2 separate regions of the Anas platyrhynchos genome follow, and region 1 is linked to region 2. A link is a contact called in public Hi-C data. All regions are on one chromosome and are shown on one strand. Each heading gives the region's core, a stretch centred on a gene start, on an enhancer-like site or on the middle of the called end of the contact. The rest is flanking DNA. Distances are from core to core; before and after follow the strand shown.

The links. Hi-C and Micro-C count contacts between places; a contact is called where the count stands out from the background.
Region 1: a contact with region 2 is called in a Hi-C map of skeletal muscle, with 2.2 times the contacts expected there. The contact joins two enhancer-like sites. A contact is called at or near these places in 2 of 8 Hi-C or Micro-C datasets (skeletal muscle and subcutaneous adipose tissue).

What each region holds. Positions count from the first base shown.
Region 1 is chr6:22,614,261-22,621,070 of IASCAAS_PekinDuck_T2T, reverse strand. The region is part of intron 6 of TMEM273 (transmembrane protein 273); the gene reads left to right. Among named protein-coding and RNA genes, the nearest start is that of TMEM273, 14 kb to the left of the region's middle. Within about 2 kb of position 2,575, at least 2 of the 8 cell types and tissues checked have an H3K27ac peak or open chromatin away from gene starts, as enhancers often do.
Region 2 is chr6:22,571,711-22,578,735 of IASCAAS_PekinDuck_T2T, reverse strand. VSTM4 (V-set and transmembrane domain containing 4) reads left to right here. Exons shown (of 8, transcript XM_038181084.2): 4 at 1,463-1,570; 5 at 4,704-4,737. Among named protein-coding and RNA genes, the nearest start is that of VSTM4, 16 kb to the left of the region's middle. Within about 2 kb of position 2,490, at least 4 of the 8 cell types and tissues checked have an H3K27ac peak or open chromatin away from gene starts, as enhancers often do.

The sequences.
Region 1 (6,810 bases), core at 1,326-3,825, 42 kb before region 2:
AAGGAAAACTGGCATATCATCCACAATCAATTTAATTTTCTACTTCACCACTGATGATTATTAGTGTTTGTTCAGGGAAAAACAAAACAAACTCCACCACTTTAATCCACCTGATAGAGCACTTGCTGAATTCATAATAAGCCAAATTTTGTTTTAATTTTCACACTGTTATTGCCACAAGTGCCTCAAGTCATTCAATTTCTCCCTCTAACTGGGATATACTCTGAGTGGGAGTATCACAGCCACATACACGAATCTCCATTTATGCTAAAGCCCCTATTAGCTGAAACTGAACCTAGCCAACACATTGCAAAATCACGTTTCCCACTGAAATAAACATTCTTATATGTTCCCCTTGACACTTTCCCAAATCCTTAAAACAGAAGTGTTTCTAGACCCAAATCATACTGTCAGCTCATTGTGAAATAATTAACATTCACCACTCTATCCAGGTATATAACATTGTGATTTAAACAATCAATTCATAATGGGATGTCCTTAAACTCAATGGGATATTTACTAACACTTGAGAAGAGAGAGAGCCTTGAGGCAAGCTGCTGTCAGCTAACAAAATAGTAATTTAGATGTCAACTGACTATTATTTAATGTCCTTTTTTTTAATTAATAGCTCATGTCAGTTTCAAATGCCATCTTGGTGTAAGCTTGGTAAATTATAATGCCTAAAATTTCATGCAAGTTTAATGTATTAATAAAAATGTCTGGGCACATTTAATGCTGGCAATATTTTGAGTTAACTACAGTGTATGGCAGCCAGATTTATTTTGACAGAAGGAGACAAAGAAAGAGGCATGCAGAGACAAGGAGAAGGATGGAGAGACAGAGAATGTATACTAAAAAGGAAAAGGCATGCATTTTAAGCTTGCTGTAGTAGCAAAAACTAATCTGTTTCCTCAATACATCCTGGGGAACAACACATACCAAAACTCCTCATGCAATTCTCTGGGTTCTGCAGGCCCCCATGGAAGTCATTCAGCATAAGATCAGGTTTTAAACGCAACGCACAAACTGTACTGATACATGAGAGGACAGAAGGAGCTTGGGAGCTGCACAGGCCCAGTGCCAAGTATAGTGCTGATTTTCTTTTGATATCTGAAGCGATATCTAGATGTTCTCTTGAGTTTTACCACTGGATTTCTTCCAAGTGACTGACTCTTCTTTGCTGAACTTGCCCTGTGAAACACAAGGTAATCTTGCAAGTCAGAGCAAATGGCAGAGGGCTTGGAACTAAACTAGGTTCATCTCTAAGGTTCTTTTTGAATGAAAACAACTCAGCTGAGTGTTATAGCCCTTGCATTATCCTCAGCTAGCGGAGCTCTCCCAATGGGTTGTAGCAGGCCATGCCTACTGACAGGGAAAGCCCTCTTATTTCCTTATCCTGACATATCTGTGCACTCCAGGCACAAGCAATGCACCTTTCTGGTTATGTTAGATTTTTGTAACTGAGAGTCATGCAGTGAGCAAGATCTGGATGGTAATATACTTAAAGACAATAATTAAAACCAGCTCCATGAAAGAAAATTCTCCTTTCTTCCCACATCTTCATGAAACAGGATGTTTCTTCACCAGTAGTACATTTCATAATGGCACATGACAGTGTATTCCTCATGTGCATGAGGGTTATCCACAATTCCCATGGAAATCCAGGATGCTGGTGTGCAGCCCACAACCACTTGCATCTCCAGCCCAAAGGTGTTCTATAGAAGACAATGTACAGAACATCATATTTAGTTTTAGCAACCTCAGTTTCAGTTCAATGAGTGGAGCCTACAGTGACGGGCCTGCCATTCTTCACTGGACATTCCTGTTTAACAAGAGAACAACAATTGAAGAGTGCAACAAGTGTTTCATACAAACTGTGTGTGACTCTCCAAGCTGCTGGCAATCTGCAAAGGGCCTTCAGCTGAGGTAACTCTTGAAGCCCCTGTGAAATTATACCCTTTGAGGCTGATGACACAGAGTTCAAAGTCATGGCTCATTGCTTCCATTTAAACTCCCTCTCTGAAACTAAGGAGAAACAGTCATCTCATCTTGAAAGCCTCTGGTCTCCACAACGTCTAACTCTAAAAATATTGCTATGGATTAACAGGAAGTGAAACCATCCACTTGGAAAATATAAATATCAGAGATGGATGGCATGACAAAAACTAGGTTTGGACAATTAAGTGCAAGTGTGAATGTTGAGGTGCAGTTTCTTACAGAAAATGTATAGATTGCAGAACCATCACCACCAATATGTTTGAGTTAAGATCCTTTTTCCTATCATTTTGTCATGTTTGCACCTATAACCAGCTGCACAGACAGGCAGAAACTGCAAACATAACAGAGCTGATCTAAACATTTCAGAGCTTTCAAGCAGGCTGAGAGTCAGAACAAAAAGTCTCCTATTAGGAGCGGAGAACAGTTCTTAGTTTCCTTTTGATCTAAATAGTCCAGATTGGCCTATAATGCTGTGAACTGTGGAATGCATCATTTGCCAGACAGGAAGCCAATCAAGTAGACATGAGTCATACCACAGATACTATTAGCTGCAAATCAAAGATACGCTAATCACTGGAGTCTGAGCTCACAAAGCTAGCTGGAGACCTTGCTCTGATGTTAGGGTACAGAAAGCCTCTGTGAAAAAGCCACAAGGAGGAGACCTTTGGAAAATGGGGTCAAAGTTCACAAATCAAAATTGTTAAGTAAATACACATTTTAGAAGAGACCTTGCCCTTGTCCAAATGTGTCACTGAAAGAGCAGTGCTCAAGGAAAAAGGATTAAGACCTAGAACAGAGACTACACAAGATGCCGGGCGCTGAAATGCATCGCAGCAACTCAGATACTGCATCAGCTATTCACATGTAACACTATACATTCGCTCTGCAGCCAGGGAGGGATACTGTCTCGGTCGCTCTACTATCCATTGAAATTGTATCTGCTTAAGATGCAAACACATACCGCTGCTGTACTATAGGCAAGTTCATGGGAAAAGTACATGAAATAGCAAGATGCTAAAAATATATCTGCAAAGCAACTCTCTTTTATACAGTTACTAATCAGAGTAACTACGATGTCTTCTCCAGAGAAGATTTTTTTACAAAGAGAAGATGAAACAGGGATGGGCATTGGTTGTTTTAAGCCACACTACAGCAACTTTAGTGAACTTTAATTACTTTTCAGTGAAGTAATTTTCTCCTGCGGAAATATGTCAGCTTGGAAGTAGACATTTTCTTTGCACTGATCTGACATTTGGAGATGTTTCCCAGTCATGAGGTATTTCACTTTTCAGCTTAGAAATACCTAGTACAAGGCTAGCTCATATGTAGCATTTCATTCAAGCTGTGGCCTTCATGCTAAGGCTCCCATTAAGAAGTTATTACAGGATTTATTCAGACATCTTTGTATATGTTACCAATCGGTGCTGCAGTTCCTCTCTACAGAAGCTGAGACCACTTCAAAGTAGCTTTCTCATGCATATTTGTAAACATCTGGTAACAACAGTAGTGAGGCACCAGAGGGAAAAGAATTAGCCATAACCTTCATCCACCCATTCTCTCTGAATTGTCAGTAGTCCAGGCAGGCCTAACTTCCCTAGAGTCCCTGAGGTGCCTGCATCTATCATTATTTTCCTAAAACAAGCTTCTCTTTTCTTCTGCTAGGAATATTCCTTTTAAACTCTGATACCCAGTGTCTTTTCCTGGAGAAAATCAGTCATTCAGTAGAATCTTTGACACCTCTGGGGTCACCAGTTTGAATGTTTTCTCTCATCACTCAGCAATATATACCCTGAACTGTTGTTTCCCTTACCACTCATTTTTTCCTCCAGAAGCCTTTCATTGTCCCATTCTTACATTCTCTATAGAACCCAATCATCAGGTCAATATATGGTTTTCATAAATAATTAGAGGTTTACAAATAAGGAAAAACAGAGCCAACAAAGACACAAAAAGTGATCTCAGCAAAAATGTCTGTCTAAACTTTCTTGCAAATATATATTTCCAGAAACAAACCGTAAATACCTGTTCTGTGTTAAGGCAATGGTCACCAATAAACAGGATAATAAATTGGCTTTTCTACCTGATTCTGTCACTTTCTTGTCTAGCAGAACTTGTTCTTCTGAACAACCTTGGGCAAGTTACTTTGGCTCAGGTTACCCTTTCCATAAAATGAAATTAATCTTTATTATTGCACACTTCAAAAGCAAGGACACTAAGCTTTACACTGTGCTGAGAACACCAGACTTTAAAAAGCAGCACTAAGCTATTCTATAGGTAATCTTCAGACCCTCAATTCCTTTCAGCACCATTTTTGAATGGCAGGACTACTTCATATACAGACACATACACAGAGAGGCAGTGTTATATATACACATACATATAGCCCAGACTGTTCGGGTGAGATTAATTCATTAAGCCCCTTTCCAGGATACTGCACTGATGCCAGCTATGAGCCTGATGGGCAGAGCCACACTTCTGGCTATTTTTCGCTCCTTCCTGGCCACTTTCCACATTCTCTGGGAGAGCATCTGCCCCAGGACGCTTGTGCTCTCATCAGATCTGGGGGCTGCATTTGCAGTTGACCTTTTCACAGCTGCCAAATGGGGAGGAATCCTTATTCCTTCCTCCTCCTCTGCACAACTGTTTGAGGCTAGTCTTGAATAGCTCTAAGTCATTTGATTGTAAGAGTTGGTCCCAAACCTGCTGAGTCAGGAGAATGCTTTCCTGGTAATATTCAGACACCTGTCAGAGGCAATTCCTTCCACAGCCATCATGGTCTCTGCTGTCAAACTTGCTGGTGTCACTGACTCCAGCAATAACTGAGTACTCTGCCTTTGCCTGGAGCTGCTGCAAATCTGGATAAAAGTTCAGAAGTGTTTCTGGAAGACTTATCTTGGCTGCTGCCAACATGCACCTGGGGTAACTCAGACCCTGGACACCACAGGGCAGAGGGCTCCTGCTCCCAGGGAGAGCCCATCCACCACCCAGAGCAAGCAGCTTTGTGCTGACTAGGGCAAGGCAGAGAGGTGACAACATGAGATTAGCTAGCAATGAAAGCTGCTGTCATAGCTTAGACAGAGATTTAAAAACAAACTAAATCAAGACCTCTGAAGCGGGAGGCTTAGCATGCCAGAGGTCTCAACCAGAAAAGAACAGCATCAATCAGAGCTCCTGCATATTCTGACTCACAGAAGGCACTGTATCCTATTGAATTTCTGGATAAATTCACACTGAACATCAAAAGAGGACTCTCTAATTTCAGATGGATTCCTACAAACCTTTTCCCAGTGACTTATGAAAAAATAATATTATTTATAAGTCCTTTTTTAAGATCATGTATATAGTGTGTCAGGTCAGTTTATTTCCATTCCCTGATCTCTTAATCTCATAAAGTTCTGCCCTGAAGAACCAGTACCAGGTATCAGCAAAGCTAAATCTGTCTTTCTTCTGATTGCTGCTTATAACCACCCACCTTCATTCTCCATGTGCATTTCTGTACCGGGTCTGGCTAGGTACCAAAACTTAACAGCCTGGTGTCAGAGAGCTGAAAGAAGTGAGCAATATCACTAAATGCAACACAAAAGGCTACATATGCTTGGGGATCCATGGACTGTTTCTGAGGGGTTCACAGAAGTTTAAGGACCTAAAGACTTTTCATACAGGTTTAAACTGAGCTTAAATACATTTCACAGAGGACCACAGCTTCAACTGAAAATTTGTATGGGTTTATAAATAGAAAAAGACAGAAGAACATTGGCTGAAAAGTAATAAGGTCATTTTTGGTGCATTAAAAACAACACCTGACCCACAGGTTAATTTTTGTTGATTTACTACACAGGCATCGCATTGCTTGTACTGACACAGGAGAGGTGGAGGAGCAGGGTGGGAGCTGGGAACAGCTACACTTTAGGTGGCAATACTGCTTTTCAAGTCTTTGTGAGCTGGTTTATTTAAGTGAGCTTTCACTGCTCCCTGGAGGAGAAGAAAGCATGAGCTGTTCCCAAAGGACAGTCTTGTTCCCAGGGTCAGTCCTGCTCTGCTCCCCATTTGCTCCCAGTACAGCTGCGTGTTCTGGTCAGGCAGCCACATATTGCCTTTCACAGAACAGGCCTGGCTGAAAACCTGCATGGCATAACAAACATAATTTTCAGAGAGATCTGCCTGTTCAAGGACATCCAGTGGAAGGGAAATGGTGGGATTTTATAGCCAAGGTGCTGAAGAAGGCTGGACCATCCTTCTGTGCAGCAGCTGGCATTGTCGATTGTGTGAAGGCAGCCTGGGAGCATCAGCAAGAAAGCCATTCTTTTTAAGTGACTTACCAACTATACTGGGCTACACGGACAGGAGCATCAGCCTCCCAGGCAGTCTATTCTCTGCTCCTTTTGTACGTGGTGAATTAGTTACTTAGGGTGAGGTAGGCAGTCTCTTCAGAATGGTGCTGGAAGACAAGGCCTGTCCCAGCAGCTCCCTGCCGCTTTCTCTCCCAAACACAGGCAGGGGAAGGGATCAGGTGAGCGTCCCCAGACCTAACCACTTGCTGATTCACTCCAGTTAGCTCAGATCACTCTGCATTGGCCTCATTCTGCATTAATCTATTATTGATCCGTTGTCATAGTCAGAACAAGAGGGGGAAATTGGTTTTTTGTTTGTTTGTTTGTTTGTTAAAATGGCTACAGTTCCAGACAGGCAGAAATTTGTGTCACTTAGATCACATGCTTAAACCTGTGAGTTCCTTTTTGTGTGTGTGAAGAAATGTTGACAAGTTCAACAGTACTGCACACATTGGGTCTTTTGATTCTGTTTTCAACTCCC
Region 2 (7,025 bases), core at 1,241-3,740:
CAACAGGCCCAGTTTTGCATGTTCCTGTACAAACTCAGGCCTTGCCTCAGAAGGCATCCCACAAACTACAATGGGTGCTGGCAAAAAGAGAATGGAAGTCTTCAGCTCCACTTTCTTACATGTTTGTTATGGTCAATGGGAGAGTGGCCTGCACCTGGCTGGTCATGCAATGCAAATGCAAACCCTCATCCAGGAGGGTGCTGAGCATGAGATACCAAGCACTGTGCACTCCCCCCAGCCTTTGAAACTGCTCACAAACCATGCTCTGCACTGAGGGAGCAGCTTAAAGCTCCCGGGAGTTTCAAGGCAAGCAGTATTTTCTGTTTATTAGGGAACATCTATTCCAAGAGGCTGAAATCCAGAACCTGCATGCAGCTGGGATTTCCTCCACCTCCTCCCACCCCAACCCAGAGCACCAGTGAAGCACCAGCCCAACATTTGCAGCCACTGTGCTGCACTGCCTGACAGGCAGCACTGCTTGCTCAATTCTGCAGAGAGCCTTGCTGCTCAAACCACAATTTACACACTATATTGTTGTACTGTGTACGGGGAGATGTAAACGAAGCACAGAACTGTAGGTCAGGGGTCTGGTTCCAGCAACGCTATTTTCTACAAGAACACTTGACCTTTGAGGCTTGGTTTCCTCTCTGTAAAGTGGGAAAGAAGCCAATATACATCCCTAAGGACATTTCAAGACATTAATGGGTAGAGCATCCTTGAAGTGCTCTTTTTAGAGTTCTAGTAAAAGCAGAAATAAGTCATCAAAGACTTAGCCTTCTGAAAAAAATACTCTGTCTTGATCTCCTGTGGTAGAAGTGCTGGCCCCTCCAGTGGGAATGTGTTATGGGACTTGACTGACAGCTATAAGGGGAGACTGAGGCTGTAGGTTGAAAAATAAAGAAAATGTATGGATAAAAAATTCAAGCCAATGCTGCCACCAAAAAAAATAATATAATAAAATAAAAAAATAAACAGCAATCACAGACTTCCTTCCTTCTTCCTCAGCCACTCAGCACTCCCCCATCTCTCCCTACTGCCACTTTTAAAATTTGTTTTCATGTCTTTATTTTTAAACTAGTACAGCTGTTTGAACTGGGAAATAATCCAACTGAAGTTCTTTTGGTTTTGTTAGCCACACCAAAAACACACACAAGCAAACCCAAACAAACAAAAAAAAAAAACCACCACTACAACAACAACTACCAAAAAAAACCAGCCTTCTCCTCCCTCCCAAAAGCAAGCCCTCATAAATACACCTATTAGTGCTTATAGAGACTTTATCCAAATTTTAAACTGAACAGGATATTGTATGAAAATTTCAAGAATGTTAATTATTTCTGAACTGTTACCTAATTCTTTTGGGTCACGCTCTATTTAGGTCTTGTTGAAATAATATTTTTCTATCTTGTAAGCATGAAACGTACAGCAGCAACATTGAGCATCACCTGTGCTTGCCTTTCAGATCTGTACGTGTATGCAGTGTTTGTGTGCTCAATAGGAATCATCAGTGTCCTCCTTTTCACGCTTGTCATTCTCTGTCAGTCACTTCTGAACAAGAGGAGATCCACAGGTGAGTGAAATGTCATTCTTGCTGGCTGCAAGATCCTTACCAAAGAGGGAGAGCGGGAAAGGACAATGGAGAAAATGCAGGAAATAAAAGTATTTCCTTGTTTTTATTTTAAATTAAAAAATAAAATAAAATAGGAAAGACTGCTTTATTTCTTCCAGAAAAAAATGGAATTTTCTTCCACAGAGTAACTAGAACAAAGGCCTTTTGTTCCCCTTGAATAGCTATTTCACTTTACATTTGCATCGTACTTTTTCAGAACCCTTCAACTTTTCTTAAACATAAATTGCAGGTTGTTGGGACTTTCTTCAAAGACCACCAAGTTCTACATCATTAAATTGCATTCTGATCAGATCTAGCCAGCATTTTGCAGGAGTAACATTTCTGCAGACATGTTTAAAGGGGCTTCAAAGCAATTTTCTTTTGTTCCATTTTCTTATCCATTCCTGACTAAGCTGTCAACATTCTTGGGAAAGTGTGGGTGTTATTAGCACTCTCTCATTTGTAGCGTGCTTTGAACCTAAAGCATCATTTTATCATTCAGATGTGTATTTTCACTATAGTCTTTCAAGACCAAGGATTACCATTTCATCCTTCTCTTTCTCAGGTTTTTCAAAGAGGCTAAACCTGCATGAAAGCAGCCCTGTTATAACTAAAAGTGCTATTTCCGATCTGTGGAATAACCAGTGCAGGCTCTGCTTTCATTTCAGTTTAAGAATGGTATTTTTTGGAGACCTCACACTGTGATAATTAAAATACCAGCATGTTTAGCAGCCATCATGCTAGAGGAAAGTGTAAAGACCATCTCTGAACAGAAGCTGAAAAAGAGTTTGGTTAGTGATTTGTCCTGTGAATGACAGGAGAGAATCGTGACTTGTTGCCTCTTCAGCACTACACACATACCACAAAGGAATGCATGACTCAGATACACAAGGAAGAAGACACGTAAGCCAAAACATAGATGTGTACAGAAGTCCTTGCCTGACCACAACAGTATTTCAAGCTGTGGCTCTGTTTTCCTGGTAGTGCCCTCAGTAGAGTAAACTCCAGGTCTATCTGAACCAAAGAACTGTGCTTGCCAAGAGGAAGAAATAGGATCAATGTTATTCTTCCTACCCTGGTAAGTGATGACAAATGCTTTGTGCCAAGGGAGTACCCACACTTAAGTGTGTTGGTCATGGTGAGTCACCCTGAAGCCACAAACACTAGACACACTGATTTATCCTGTTTTTTCTCTAAAAGACATTGGGCTAGATTTTGCTTCTGTTTGTGTTTATTTACAGTAGCACAAGTGAATGACCAGGTTAGAGCTCTCTTCACATCCAGCCAACACAAGATAATTATAAACAGAATATAGAATAAGCATATACAACAGACAAAAATAATTTATTCTGAGCTAAACCCTTTCTTCACTACTCTAATATCTGAATAATTGAAGTCTTAAACAATTTTTTATTTGGATTTTGTACACTATCCAGTAAACACTGGCAGCATTAAACTTATGGTTTCAATGGAAATATAACAGAATAAAGCTTAATAGATGGCACTCGGTATTCAACAGATTTTATCTATCTATAGGCCTTTTGCCTAGGGCCAGCTGGTCAGAGCATTCTCCCAAAGCAACGTTAATCAGCTCAGCATTCAGTTAAGCAGCAGGGAATTAAAGCAGCAGTGCTCTCTCCTTCAGACTGTTAGAATAAAGCACTTTTCCTCAAAAAGTGTTATCTTACCTTCTTTCCATCTGTGGTACTCTGTACCTCCATCCTGGGCTGGAGTGGGCAGATCCTAGTGTTCAGATGAAAGGAACCTTCAGCAAAATCCTGAAGCTAGTCATTGAGGAAGGGAGCAGGGCACAACACGGCAATCTCCAAGAGCTTCACCCCGAGCCTTCAGGCCAGCTCCAGGCACAGCCTTCTGCCACCTTCAGCGTGGTGATTGCCACACCATCTTCCTCAGAGGCCCTCCGAGAGATACCTGACTCTCCTGTTCCCCTCAGGGCCCAAGAGAACCAAAACCATCTCCATACCTCACCTGCTGGGTAAATCTCCATGAGAAAAATTACTGTTTCCAGTCACCCCACCCATGTGTTCTTCATGAACACACCTGAAGAAAATCATGGAGACACCAACAGCTCTGTCCACTCTCCCACCATCCCCTCTCCAGCTTCCTCAGCCCTAACACCGTATGTATTTAAGTCCAAAATACAGCCTGTAAGGAACTATTCAGCTTTCTTATAAGGGATACTTCAGGTAAGTCCAAATGTGAAAGTTTTCCTGCACAAAGGGGCATAATTCTGTAAGTGCCCCATTGTCTGGTTTTCAAAGCCTTTTAAAGAATGGAGAAAATTAAGATGCAGGGGGTTACCTATGTTACATTACACTTCACACCACGACTCGGGGCTGCTCCCTCTTTTGTTTTAGAGAAATAAATTGGTTCTAGTTTAACTAGAAGAGCCAAAGCCTCTCCTCCTGCCTGCATCTCTCCATGCGATGCAGCTTGGGCAGAGCCAAGCCACAGAAGAGCATCTTAATAACCCTGGCTCCTGAAAGGCTGCAGGAGGGAAGCTGCCCTTGCTCGGGCTACTGATTCACAGCATTATGAAGCAGGAGGACTTACACAGCTCACACTCATGCAGTCAGAGATGGCACTGGCCAGACTGGACTTCCAGTCTGATCCCAGGAGGCAACCCCTAAATGCCTGAGGCTTCAGGCTAGCCTACATTAGGAACAGCAGCAGCTCCTGTAGCTGCATGGTTTATTTCAGGCTTCTGGAAATAAACAGAGGCACCACAAGGGAAATGAAAGTCCTCAAAGTAAAATTACTGGCCTGCTGTGCCTCTCCTTAGCAAGATGTCTCTTGTCTGGGCTGACCAGGGCTGACCACTGGAATGTGAGCTGCCCAGCACTTCCACAGCAGATTTTTGCTATTTGATGCATTTCCCTCTCCCAAGTGTAGCTGTCTTTGAACCTGACTACATTTTAATTCACAAAATATGGTGATCGTTAGCAGCTCTCCCAGTGTGACAACCTGGCTCCTCCACAGTCCCAGGAGCGTAGGTCTACCTGCAGTGTCCATTTGTAATCCATAAACTGTACCAGTGTGAAGCCACATTTTCTTTCTTTCTTTTCTTTAACAGTGAAGCATTACCTGGTGAAATGCCCCCAGAACAGGTAGGAGATTACAATTCTCTACTATAACCCAAGGCACCAGTTCTGTTTTGGTTTTGCTGTGTATGCTGAAGATGAGTAATGTTTTCCAAAATGCCTGCATGAAGATAAAGAGTCCCAGGTCCATGACTCATGGATGTACTTGAAAGCCAACATCTGCCATGCATGACAGGGGAGATCCACCTGTGCTCTCTCGCTGTAGGTCCTGCTTCAGTGACAAGCCTTTTCATGAGGCTCTGAATTGCTTTCTGGAGAATCCTGTTGGGTTTCCCAATACCTGTTACAGCTGGTAATGACATAAGCCATCCAACTACATAAAGCACACAATGTTACCCAATAATTCCTGCACCCAGAACCAGGAGTGAGGCTCAGAAGCATGTTTTTTTGGCCCACAGTCTAATCCTAGCTGAAGACTCCGAGTGATGGGAAAAACGCTACTTCTGCTGCAGTCATTAATCACTGTTCCTTTACATACCACTGACTGCCAGAAGTTTTTGATTGTGTGGTAGTATAAAGCTGATTTCCAGTGTATGAGCTTCTTGAGATATAAACTGTGCTGGAATGGCAGTAAAGGAAAGATGACAAAAGTACTTTACAAACAAAAAAGATTAAAGAGGGATGCCTCATAATGCAAAAGAACATCTGTTTCCCAGTTTTCAGTGACATAAAACACGTTTCTGGCCATGTAGTTCAAATCCAGTATTGCTTGGTATCACAGATACTATTTCTCATAGTATCTTTTTAGCACCAATTCAGTGCCAAGTATAGCATGTCCTAGATCCTAAACTAGTGTATTTTTTGGTGCATTTTCATGGGATAATCACTGTATTCATTCTAACCCACACTCGGATGTAAGGGAAGTCAAAATAAAGCTACAGAGAGTTCAGGCGAGGTCAGTACAAACTGAAACTTTCATGTTATTCTTGAAAGATCTTTGTTTTGTGACCCTGACCAGCCATTACACCACACCAAAAATTTACAGAGACAGCTCAGCAGTTTTCATTTTTCCCTGAATGTTTTTTCTTTTTCCTTCTTTATTAGCTACTAGGACAAACTTAGAACTAAGGAAAAAAAAAAAAAGTGGGGGAGGAAATCAAAGGAAATCAAGATTGTTAGAGAACCCAAAGATAGGGGAAAAATGAGACTGATTGAAAAGATGAGAGTCAAAACTAGTGAAAAAATTGAACATGGCAGTCAGATAAAAAGACTCATAGTATACAGAATCTGCCTGTCTGGGCGTACGTGATATGGTAGTGATACCACTGAAAATGCTAAACTTGGGAGCTGAATATCAGGGTGGAAACAAGCCAATATGATTTCTTCACTTTAAAATGGAATCTTAGGAAGTGAAAGAAGTGCATGACTCTATATGGCTAAAAATTGTGGCTTAATGTATTTTAGTCTGGTAAGGTATGCTAGTGAAAACCCTGATCCTACAAATGCTTGTCAGAAGTGCACTGACTTCAAGGCTTTAAAATAAGTACCTATGAATGTGTTACCAGTAATATGCTTTCTGCTGTGTTTCACAATTACTACCTTTTATTTTCTACCCTCTACTCAAAACACAAACTATTAATTCCTTTGAACTCGTCAGGACTATCTCTATACTTGAAGTTAAGCAGAACTGATATTAAACATGCTATGAGCCACATCTGATGCAAAACATTTGTTTTCATTCTTGTGCTTCAAGGCATCACAAAATCTGAATGGCAAGTAAATCTTGTATTCTGGCTTATCCAGATGTGCTACTGCTAATAGGTAAACCCACTGAAAGGAAGAAGATGCAATTGCATAAGCTGGCACTGGTCACTTCGAGCTGAATGCCAGCAGTGTGGCAGCAGTGCTATGGTCACACAATGACAGAATTTAGAAGCTTGGATACAATTTGAAGTATTAGAAGATATGAGAGGTATGTGACAGCTTCATCCACCTACAATGCAAAACCCAAGAAACCCCATCAGTGTTGCCAGATCAAACCAGAACCTAAAAGGCTGGACCAGATCTCATTTGTGCACTTGGCATAAAGGCTGCATTTCAAACAATCTTTACCTGCCCCTAACAAGTATTTGTTAGCTCATCTTGGAACTTAATTCAAAATGTTCAGGCCCCAAACCCGGTGCCTAAATGCCCATTAAGTCAATGTGATGAACAAATTTGCACGAGATTCTTGCCACTCAAAATGGCTCAGCCTTGCTCAGCTCCAACTCCCTCAGTGACATTTCAAACTGAGAGCAGAATCAAGTTTCCAAATTACATTAATAGTCTGGTGTCTGGGAATCGTCAGCACTCCC